2 separate regions of the Rattus norvegicus genome follow, and region 1 is linked to region 2. A link is a contact called in public Hi-C data. All regions are on one chromosome and are shown on one strand. Each heading gives the region's core, a stretch centred on a gene start, on an enhancer-like site or on the middle of the called end of the contact. The rest is flanking DNA. Distances are from core to core; before and after follow the strand shown. Region 1 holds the start of Smim12 (small integral membrane protein 12). Region 2 holds the start of Zmym1 (zinc finger MYM-type containing 1).

Region 1 (5,093 bases), core at 1,311-3,810, 190 kb before region 2:
GTCTTTTCTGCTCGTGAAACTTCACATGCACACACAGGGCCTCAGTGTGAATTCGGGCTCTCTGATGCTAGGTAGTTCCTTTCCCTCAGGTGAAGCACAAGGGGCTTCTTTAACTACGGTCCGTTACCTAACTATTCTGACCTAAAATAGAGGCTTTTTAAGCCTATTCCTGCCGTGGCTTTCCTAATAACCTATAGTTAACAAATCTTGATCAAAACAACTTCACAATCCATGGCCTGCAGCCACTCACAGCCTCATGCTTGTATGGCCCTGAAAACATCACAAACCAATACAGTATTCTAGAGGCCTTAGAGCCCCAATACTTACAAAGTCCCTGTGGAAAATGCTGTAAAATAAATGTAACAAAAACTGTGGAGCTGCGCCTAGGGCCTCCTGCAATCAAACACCAACATAATCTACAAACCCACTCACTCAAATGGCCACTTAGTCACAAATGATTACCACTATTAAACTACTATTTATACCACTGTTTAATTACCATTACAATCATAGAAGGCCACTGGCAATGAACGTAATAATGCTAGCTACCACCATCTACTGAGTGCTTATTCCAAGCCAGGCCTTGGGCTAAGCACTTCACACAATGATCTCTAATCGTCACATTCATGCCTTAGTCGTTGACATGAACTCACTTGCCTGTGTTTATGCTTTCATAACTGTTTCTCCAACACTACTCTCTCTCTCTCCCTCTGCTCTAAGGTGAGACACCCAGACCTCATGGAGGATTCAAAGGCTCCTCCTTTCTCCCTTTAGTTCTGATTCTCTTTGGGGGAACTGGGGTGTCTTGTGGGCCCGAGACTACACATGGACCGTCAAAGGTGAAGAACTGTGGCAGATTCGAGTTTCTCTTCCTGGTCCTTTGACCTGACACCATGCCCTATGCTCTACCATATCTCCCCTGGTCATCACCTGACCCTCACAATACCTCTATGATGTAGGAACTATGTGTTCAAATTCTTGTCTAAGGCCATAGGGGCTCAAAAACACCATGTCGGCTTGCCAAAATCATCGAGCGGCAGGCCCACTGGTTTTGAGGGCAGAAGGAACACCCTGCAGATGTGTGTGTCGTGTCCCTTCAAACGCCTCCTACAGCTCCATCAGCTTAGCATCTCATTACACTGAAAGACTTCTCCTACAATGTACACAATAACAAAGAGGGGAGCTTGGAAGAACCCCAAACTTAATCCTCCGTTCTATTTTCTGTTTTTTTAAGTTTTGGGGTTTGTTTGGTTGTTCTTGTTTTTTTGAGACAGGGTTTCCCTGTGTAGTACTGTCATCCCGGACTCATTCTGGAGACCAGGCTGGCCTCGAACTCAGAGACTGGCCTGCCTCTGACTCCTGAGTGCTGGCATTAAAGGCTTGTGCCACCACCACAGGGATTGTTATTTTTAAGACAGGTTCTCTTGTCATCCAGTCTGGCCTCAAATCCTCAACGTAGCTGAGGATGACTTTGCCCTGCTGATCCTGTGTCCGGTCCCCAAGTGCTTATGATTACAGGTTCACACCAGGTGCAAGTCCTCTGTACTCTGCCTGAGCAGGAACTCTCAATTTTCCAATCTGTCTTAGGGCGTATCAAGCACCAGTCTATGAGTATTATTCTTGTACAGATAAAGCACAAGTTCTATGTGGTCTTGTTCATATTCCAGTCATCCATGTATCTAACACAACCTTCTCTGCGGCAGCCACTATGTGGACCAACCCTACCTGTCTACATCTCTCAAAACACCCTGAAACTCCAGATGTTTAAGAGCCAAGAGCAAAGGACGTCCGGATCGTCCTATGCTCTATGCCTCTCCTCACCCTTGCTATCCTTCCTGGCAAAGGGCTCAGAGGGGGAAAAAAATGCTTGTTGGTCGAATGAATGACAGGCAGCATAAACAAGTTGCCTTGTTTATGGAAGACTACAGCAGTCTTCCACCCACACTCACAAAGAGGTAGGGATACGATAAGCAGCTAGCCTTCATGAAGTCATCCCCAGGGTATCAAACTGTAAGTAACACGAGTGTTTCCCTAATACTGCGACGCCTATTTCCAGCCAGACACGCAGGGGAGTCAGCCAAAGGGTCCGGGTCCAGGTCCAGGTCAACCGTGCGCCAGGAAACCTGTCCCAGTGCCTGGGCCCACCGGAAGTTACACTCCAAATTCGAGGACAGTCATAAGAGGTCTGAGAAGGTGAAACAATCCGCCTTGACAGCTACTCCAGTCAAGTTGGGATGGGAGGACCAGTGAGGTCCGGGTCATCAGTTCCTGTTCCCTGTCCGGTCATGCCACACGCGTGGCCTCGTCACCCTCTGGCCTGCAGGTGCCTGAAGCGGACAAGTTTTGACCGCAGCCCACACTCGGCCACCTAGAGCCGGCCGAGGCCGAGACGGTTACAGAGACGTCGCTCCCTCAACTAGGAGGTCACAGCCAGGAGCCGTCCTCGTGGGAAGTGAAGTGCCCTCAGCCCTAGGAACTCACCTGCGGCCCAGCCCGAACAACCCGGACCGGCCCCGCGCTGCGCCCGCTAGCCGGGAGCAACACGAACGTCGGGGTTCCCAGTAGCCCGCGGGGCGCCGCCCAAGGCCCCGCCTACTAGCGTCCAGGCTCTCTCGGGGAACAGTGATTGGCTGAGCTCCGGCCAAGCTACAGAAGAAACGAAGACAGGCACCCGCCCGTGTTGAGCTAAACGGAGAACAGTATAGTGCCCCCTAGCGTTTCGGAGGTTCCCCGGTGATGCTGCCACAAGCTTGTGAATAGTCAACTTTCATTGATCCAAATGAAATTCATTAGGCATCTTTGATCCGGTGTTACCGAAACCGAAAGCCCAACCCCTAACCTCCAGAAGCTCCCTTAGTAGAGGATAACCTAGTGCTTTAAAACCTCTTGGGATCTGTGCTTTCAGGCTGTGTGTCCTTGGGAACGTCATTAATTAATCTGAGCCTCATTTCTTCTGCATAATGAGCGTCAGCACCACCCATTTTCGCAGAGATGTTGTGAGAGATAATGTTTGTAAAGTACTGTGCCAGGCACGCATCACGCAGGGAGCTAGATTTTAGCTTTGGCGAGTCTACAAATAGCTGAAAGTACCAAGACCCTCTGATTCCAAGTACCTACTCTCTTCCGTGTTTCCACTGTCCCTGAAAAGACATATTTATCATATAGGAAAAGCTTCATGCCCAAGCTCTCTAATTACCCAATATAGTCCTGCCTTCCCACCCTGCCCACACTGATCTCAACCTGACCAGTCTCCTCACAGCTAATAACACACTAAAAAAAATCAACGTTCGAAGCCTGTGTGTCCACGTTCTTTCATCTACCTGGAGTACTCCCTTAAGTTAGCCGTGTCCTTTCTCAAGGTCATGGGTACTCTCATAGGAAGCTTCTTCAAGGCTGTACTGTCAAGTCAGAGACTCTTCCTATTTTAAATCAAAGGGCAAAAAGCTCAGCCTGAGAGCAAAGATGGGGAGGAAGAAGCTGCCAGAAATTAGCAGCCATAATTAGAAGACCTTGATTACTTGTGAATCTGTGGGGAAGAGGAGATCAGAACTGTCTAGAACACAGACTGGCATTTATTTAGTCAGTCGTTCTACAGGCTAAACAGTTGAATGCAAATGGGGACTGCCATCGGGAATTTTCTGGATGAAGAGGAAACAGGTAGGCCCACAAAATGTCATGACAGAAGACACTGAGCGCAGGTCCCCTGGAAGGACAGATCCCTAAGCTGGATCTCAGTAGTGACTGGCAGTTCCCTCCAGCAGATCCTGGTAAGCACAGAAGCTCCAGCTTAAGTGGAAACGACAGCACTTGAGAAGTCCTGAGGCATAAGACCAACCTCCGCCAAGAGTCTATGTCAACTGAGGGAGGCAGAGGCAGAGGCAGGTGTGTCTCTGTGAATTTAAAGTCAGCTCTGTCTACTTAGCACGTTCAGATTACACAGAACTACATGCTGAGACCCTGTCTAAAAATAAAATAATATAAAATAAAATACCAAACATTGGAATTAGTTGTGGATTCAAATCTTGACTCTCTGGACTGCTATTCTGGGAAAATATATTTATAACCTTTTAAAAAGGATTTTAATGATGTGTATTGGGGGGGTGCGATGGTCGCAGGCACCTGTGGAGGTCAGAAGAGGATGTCAGATGCCCCGGAGCTGACAACACCGGAGGTTATGAGCTGTCAGACATGGGTGCTGAGAACCAAACTTGGCTCATTGCAGAGTGGTGTATTCCCTTAACTACCGAACCATCTCTAAAGCCCTATTTGTATTTTTTTTAAAATAAGAAAATACCAGGGTTGGGAATTTGGCTCAGTGGTAGAGCACTTGCCTAGCAAGCGCAAGGCCCTGGGTTCGGTCCCCAGCTCTGAAAAAAAAGAAAAAAGAAAAAAAATAAGAAAATACCCTAGGGCTAGCCAGATGGCCCAGCAGATAAAAGGTATTTGCCACCAAGCTGATGACCTGAGTTCAATCCTCAGGACCCACATAGTTGAAGGAGACTCTCAACTCCTGAAAGTTGTCCTCTGAATTCCCCATAGGGTCAGTGACATGTGAGAATCTACTCACATACCCACACACAAAAAAGTAATAAAAACTGTTAAGACATCCTCTAAAACCTTGTTAAGACATCCTTTAAAACCATGTTAATGTGACGAAAGTGCTTGCCACAGTTCTTGGCATCTGCTCAATCAGTGCTTGGTAATGAATGCTTCTGGACATGTTATGATCCCCAAAATCCATGCTTCTTTCTTCAATGTTCATTCCAATGTTGGTCCATTCACTAATGGAAAAAATTCCAGTAATAGCTTCAAGTTTGTCCATTCTGTCACTCCCCCCACCCAGCCTACCAATGCCTCTAACTACCCCTCAAAATCAACACCATTACCTCTTACCTGGGCCACATTAGCAGCTACCCACCCTCCCACTGCCCTTCAACGCCATGACCATTCCTTTGGCCAAAGAACCCTTCAAAATTTAAATAAAACGAAGGAATCCAGTTTAGCCATGGATTCCTTCTGGCCCTGCCATCTAACCCTGGGCTGATCTGTCTTGTTCTAGCTTGCTTTTCCAATCACTCCAAACACGGTCATCT
Region 2 (5,313 bases), core at 765-3,264:
TGCTCTCAGTGAGCTACCTCCCTATGAGTTGATGGCCAGGGAGCTTCCTGAGGCCTCCCAAACCATACAGGTAATTACCAGTGTTAGTGGTGGCCTGCCAGAACAGAACGGTAAGACCCTGTTACTTAAGAGGCTACCCACATGCCTTGTTTGTAAGAAACAAACAAACAAAAAAATAGAGTTGGAACTGGACTGGGAGCTTCCTCCCTGCTGGCTTGGCCTCATGGTGCTAGAAAGTACTATGTAAATTTCAGAGGGGGAGTTTCCATCAACGGTCTTCAAGATGTAAATCCAACGTAAACCTCTATCAACCAGCCAGGGAAGAAGAGCCCACTGTGATAGCAACTCTGTCATGGGGTTAGCCAACTGCTTTCTGATTGGATTTGATCTCTACTCTACAGAAAAGAACTCATGCCAGGTCCTGAAAACACCCTCAAAACCTTGGACTGGAGAGCTCATAAACCCTACAGAGAAAGCCACTTCTCTTGTCTTAGCAAACGGAGAAGATGCTGTCATGTGACAGAACTTTTCCTGGGGAGATGCAAACACACATCTACTCACCCCAGACAGGGAACCCACAACAGACCAAAGCACCGATGCCACCGAAGTTTAACTTGGTGAACCAATGACTCAGATTATCTACAGGAATCTCCAGCAGTTAAAAAACAAAACAGGGGTGGGGGGTGGGGAGTGGGGGTGGAGGGTGGGGGCCTCGGGCAGTGAAGGCTATACCTTTAATTCCAAGCACTCAGAAGGCAGAAATAGGCAGATCTCTGTGAGCTCTAGGCCAGTCTACACTGTGATCTGTCTTAAAGGAAAGAAGGAAGGAGGGAGGGAGGGAGGGAGGGAGGGAAGGAAGGAAGGAAGGAAGGAAGGAAGGAAGGAAGGAAGGAAGGAAGGAAGGGGCCATAGCCAGTCTTGGAGGCCAGAGATTCTGAGTTTGAGTCCAGCCTGGTCTACGGAGTGAGTTCCAGAACAGTCAGGGCAACACAGAGAAATCCTGTCTCAAAAAAAAAAAAAAAAAAAAAAGGTAGATTGACGTTATGGTCAAAAACAAGGTGAATAAATTAAATTTTATGTATATTTTTCTTTACTATTTTGACTTAGAAATAATCAAAATTATTTGCTCCCTACTTAATTCTTTAGCTATACCCCTCTGTCCCTACTTTTTCATTCCTCTTTTTCTGAAACTGTATTTACAACCATGGGGGTTTTTTGTTTTTTTTTTTTTTTTTTCCGGAACTGGGGACCGAACCCAGGGCCTTGCGCTTGCTAGGCAAGCGCTCTACCGCTGAGTTAAATCCCCAACCCCTACAACCATGTTTTTAAAGTTGTAATTTAACATCTGAATCACTAATGTTGCACTAGCCCTTAATTTTTATTTATATATGCATGAATATGTTTATTCATTGTGTTTGTGTGCGCACTGTGGAGGTCAAAGAGCAACTTGTGGGTATCGGTTCTCTTCTTCCACTGAACGGATTCCAGTGACAGAACCCTGCTAGTCAGACTTTGCAGTAAACTCCTTAATAGGCTGTTATCTCGTTGCCCTGTCCCAACCCAGCAGCTTTCGTCGTCATCGTTGTTGATGTTGTTGTTGTTGTTCCGCAGGGTAAGATAAGGTTAGTTTTGAACTTTTAACCACATGCCTTCATCTTACAGGCCTGTGCCCTCACTCCTGCTTTGCATTAGCCTTTAAGGACCCAAATATGCCCGTGTGGTGATATGTTTCCTTAATACCAGCACTAGGGAAGCAGAGTCAGGAGAATCTCTTTGTATTCGAGACCAGCCTGGAGTTCCCAGACCCTGTCTCAAAAAAACAAACAAACAAAAACAAAACAAAAACAAAAACCACGAAAAACAGGCAGCAAAAGGTGACACCAAAGATAGCCTAAGAATAACCCCGCTGCCCCGCCCTGTCCACTTCTCCAGTTTAGGCCACCCTCCCCCAGACGAGCTTCGCTGCGCATGCTCAGCCGCAAAGGCTTCCGGGAGAGGGGCGGAGCCGGCGTGGTTGTTTGCACTGCGAAACCCGAGTGGGCGCTTCCCGCCGCTGGGTTGGTGATAGATTATCCGTCCTCGTGGAGTCGCTCAGGGCCGCTTTTCCAGAGAGAGGTGGCGTTTTTCCGGTCCTGAGGAGGGTGACGCGACAGGTGGGAAGCCCACAGTGTCGAGAGAGTCGTGACCCCGGCTTCCAGGCTTCTTGGCGTCCTGGCCTCTGTACGGTGACTGAGCTTGGTGCGTTTGGTCTCTTGCGGCTTTTTTCTGTAACTGTCTTCCGTTTACACCTGTGGCTCTCTTTCCATTAAGCAGTGTATTTTTCAGACTTAAACAAATTGGGTGTGTTAGTTCTTTCCTTTAATCCAGCATCCGAGAGGCAGGGGATTCTCTTGAGTTCGAATCCAGCCTGGTGCATAAAGTCAGTTCTAGGCCAGTCAGTGCTACTTGACGAGACCTGGTTTAAAAAAATAAAAAACACTGGGCTGGAGAGAGATGGCAGCAAATAGTTTTAACTGTAGGGTTATGTGAGTGAAATTTGCAAGCTAGCACCGGTGGTGGTTGCCCATTTCTTTAATCCTAGCAGGGAGGCAGAAGCAATTGGATCTCTTAGTCTACAGTGCTAGTTAAAGGACACCCAAGGCTAAACAGAAAAAAAAAAATTCTCAAAAAATGGAAAAAGAAAGAAATTTTAGGCCAAAATTCAAAAGGGATTGGGGCAAACTTATAATCACCCCAGTCAGTACAAGGAATTTACGTTAACCCAGATATCAAAAATGGCCATTTTGTGTTACTGTTACATGTTAATGCTTTGAAGATACCTAAATATTTAACATGTAATGTATAATACAGTTAAGTATTTCTCATAATTTTATTATTTTTGTTTTCAGAGTCTCTAAAAAAATCTTCCAGTCTAATCTCCTGAGTGCTGGGATTACAGACAGGAAGCACTACACTTGACAATTTGATTACTTTTTCTCTTATTGGTTGGTATGTGACAAGACTCTCTTTCCTGAGGAGACATGACACACATCTGTTCACCCCAGATAAAGAGCCCACAGCAGACCAGAGTAGCTTGGTGAACCAGTGAGTTTCATTGGAATTACTTACAGGAATATGGATGAGGGGTTACTTACGGGAGCAGAACAGACAGCAGCAGAACCAAAGTGCACCCCAGCATGGATGACAACTCACAAATGCTGGGAACCTGGAACACGCTGCACTGGCCTGTTGAACTGCCAGCAGTTCGGAGAGCGTCCTTTCCTAGTGACTCAGTTGGTCTAGTCTTCAGGTCAGCGGGTCTGATCTCAGAGTTATTTTTGCAGCTTGGCTTGTCTGAGAGTGACTCTGTTTTTCACTCTGGGAGGTAGGGGCCTAGTGAATCTGGTCAGTTTCAGGGATTCCTCGGAGTTATTTTTGAGTTGCTTACCTTTTAAGGAGCTTCCCTGTGGATGAAATGTATCAATCTTGAAGAAACACAACAGGTGTCCAGTTCTTGTTTAACTTTCAGTACCTCTCTCCCTGTAGTGGCCTCCAGCTCCCTTGGTAGATACCTGCTTCAGTCTCCTAGGCCTTTAGCTTTGTATTCTTGCCTCTACACCAGGCTAGTGCGTGCCAGCATACCTGCCTGCTCTGGGTTCCGTAGACTTTATAGTTTCCTTTCATTGGCCCACTGCTTCACTTAGGGAAAATCAGGTTGAGTTTTTCAGTAAGTCAGTTATATCTTTCCATTGATTTAAAGCTTCCTTAATTCCCCTTAGCAGTGTTTTGACTTTAGTTTACAAGACTTGACAACTTTCATTAGGTTTATTTCTGTATTCGGTGTCTACTACTACCCTCAATGGGATGAAACAAAGGACTATCCCATAGTATCCTACATTTGATGAGTATGTCATAGAAAATAGTTATATTTACGATTTTTTAGATTTATTTATTTTTTTATATTTATTTGTTTATTTATTTATTATATGAGTACACTGTAGCTGTCTTCAGACACACCAGAAGAGGGCATCAGATCTCATTACAGATGGTTGTGAGCCACCATGTGGTTGCTGGGAATTGAACTCAGGTCCTCTGGAAGAGCAGTCAGTGCTCTTAACCACTAAGCCATCTCTCTAGCCCATATACATATATTTACTTTTTTTTGTTGTTGTTCCTATTGCAAAGAAGTAAAATTTGTTATTTCTGGAGCTGAGAATCAGTTAAACCCAAGGCCTCAATCCCCAAACCCTAAAATGTTTAAATATTGACTTTGTTAAAATTAAAGATTCTTTTTTTTTTTTTTTTTTTTGGTTCTTTTTTTTTTTTTTCGGAGCTGGGGATCGAACCCAGGGCCTTGTGCTTCCTAGGCAAGCGCTCTACCACTGAGCTAAATCCCCAACCCCAAAATTAAAGATTCTTTAGGGTTTTCTATATACACAATCACAAAATCTAGAATAATGACAAAATTTTACATTAGTCTTTTTTGTTTGTTTTATGAGACAGGGTTTCTCTGTGTAAACCTGGCTGTCCTAGAAATTGCTCTGTAGACCAGGCTGGCCTCAAACTCTGAGATCCCCTGCCTCTGCCTTCTGAGTGCTGAGACTAAAGTTGTGCGCCATCGCCTCCCCCTTTTTGAACTATTTTACTAAAATCTCTGGTACACAAAAGAAATGGTGAAAGAGAAACCTTGTTTGTTTGTCTTAGGGTCTCCCAGAGTAGTTCAGGCTAACCTGGAAGACTCCGCAGCTAAGGCTGACCTTGAACTCTCAGTGATGCTTCTGCCTCTGCCTCCCAGGAACTGTGATTATACCCATGAGCCACCAAACCTAGAACGTCTAAAATATCAGCTAACTTTCATTCCTTGGTTCATTCTTTTTTTTTTTTTTTTATTACTATTATTAACTTGAGTATTTCTTATATACATTTTGAGTGTTATTCCCTTTCCCGGTTTCCGGGCAGACATCCCCCTCCCCCGGGTTCATTCTTTTAAGACAGAGTCTCACTCAGAGATCTGCCCGCCTGTCTCCAAAGGAGAGGGAAAATGTGGGCCACCATTCCCACCTGAAATACTAACTTTCTGTTAAACTGTGATTCAGCCAAATTCCCTTGTAATGTTCTCCTTATCCATGAAGAATACCCTCCACAAGCCCACTGGTTATCTGAATGCAGGCAGTACCAAACCCTGTCTGTTTCATTTAAAGATTACCCTTTATGAATTTGCTCTCGCTTTATAGAGTCTGAACAGTCAGCATTTCCACTCCTGTGCTTTAAATTTTAGAAGTTTAAATTTTATGTGTGTGGGTGTTCTTGCCTGTATGAACAGGTACCCAAGAT

Evidence for each region. Hi-C and Micro-C count contacts between places; a contact is called where the count stands out from the background.
Region 1: a contact with region 2 is called in a Hi-C map of frontal cortex, with 2.2 times the contacts expected there. The contact joins the promoter of Smim12 here to the promoter of Zmym1 in region 2. A contact is called at or near these places in 2 of 12 Hi-C or Micro-C datasets (the Rat2 cell line and frontal cortex).

What each region holds. Positions count from the first base shown.
Region 1 is chr5:144,851,403-144,856,495 of GRCr8, reverse strand. It overlaps Smim12 (small integral membrane protein 12), which reads right to left and starts at 2,560. Exons shown (of 2, transcript NM_001276483.1): 1 at 2,482-2,560.
Region 2 is chr5:144,663,024-144,668,336 of GRCr8, reverse strand. It overlaps Zmym1 (zinc finger MYM-type containing 1), which reads left to right and starts at 2,014. Exons shown (of 7, transcript NM_001419581.1): 1 at 2,014-2,238. It overlaps Trnap-agg22 (transfer RNA proline (anticodon AGG) 22), which reads right to left and starts at 4,385; the gene lies at 4,305-4,385.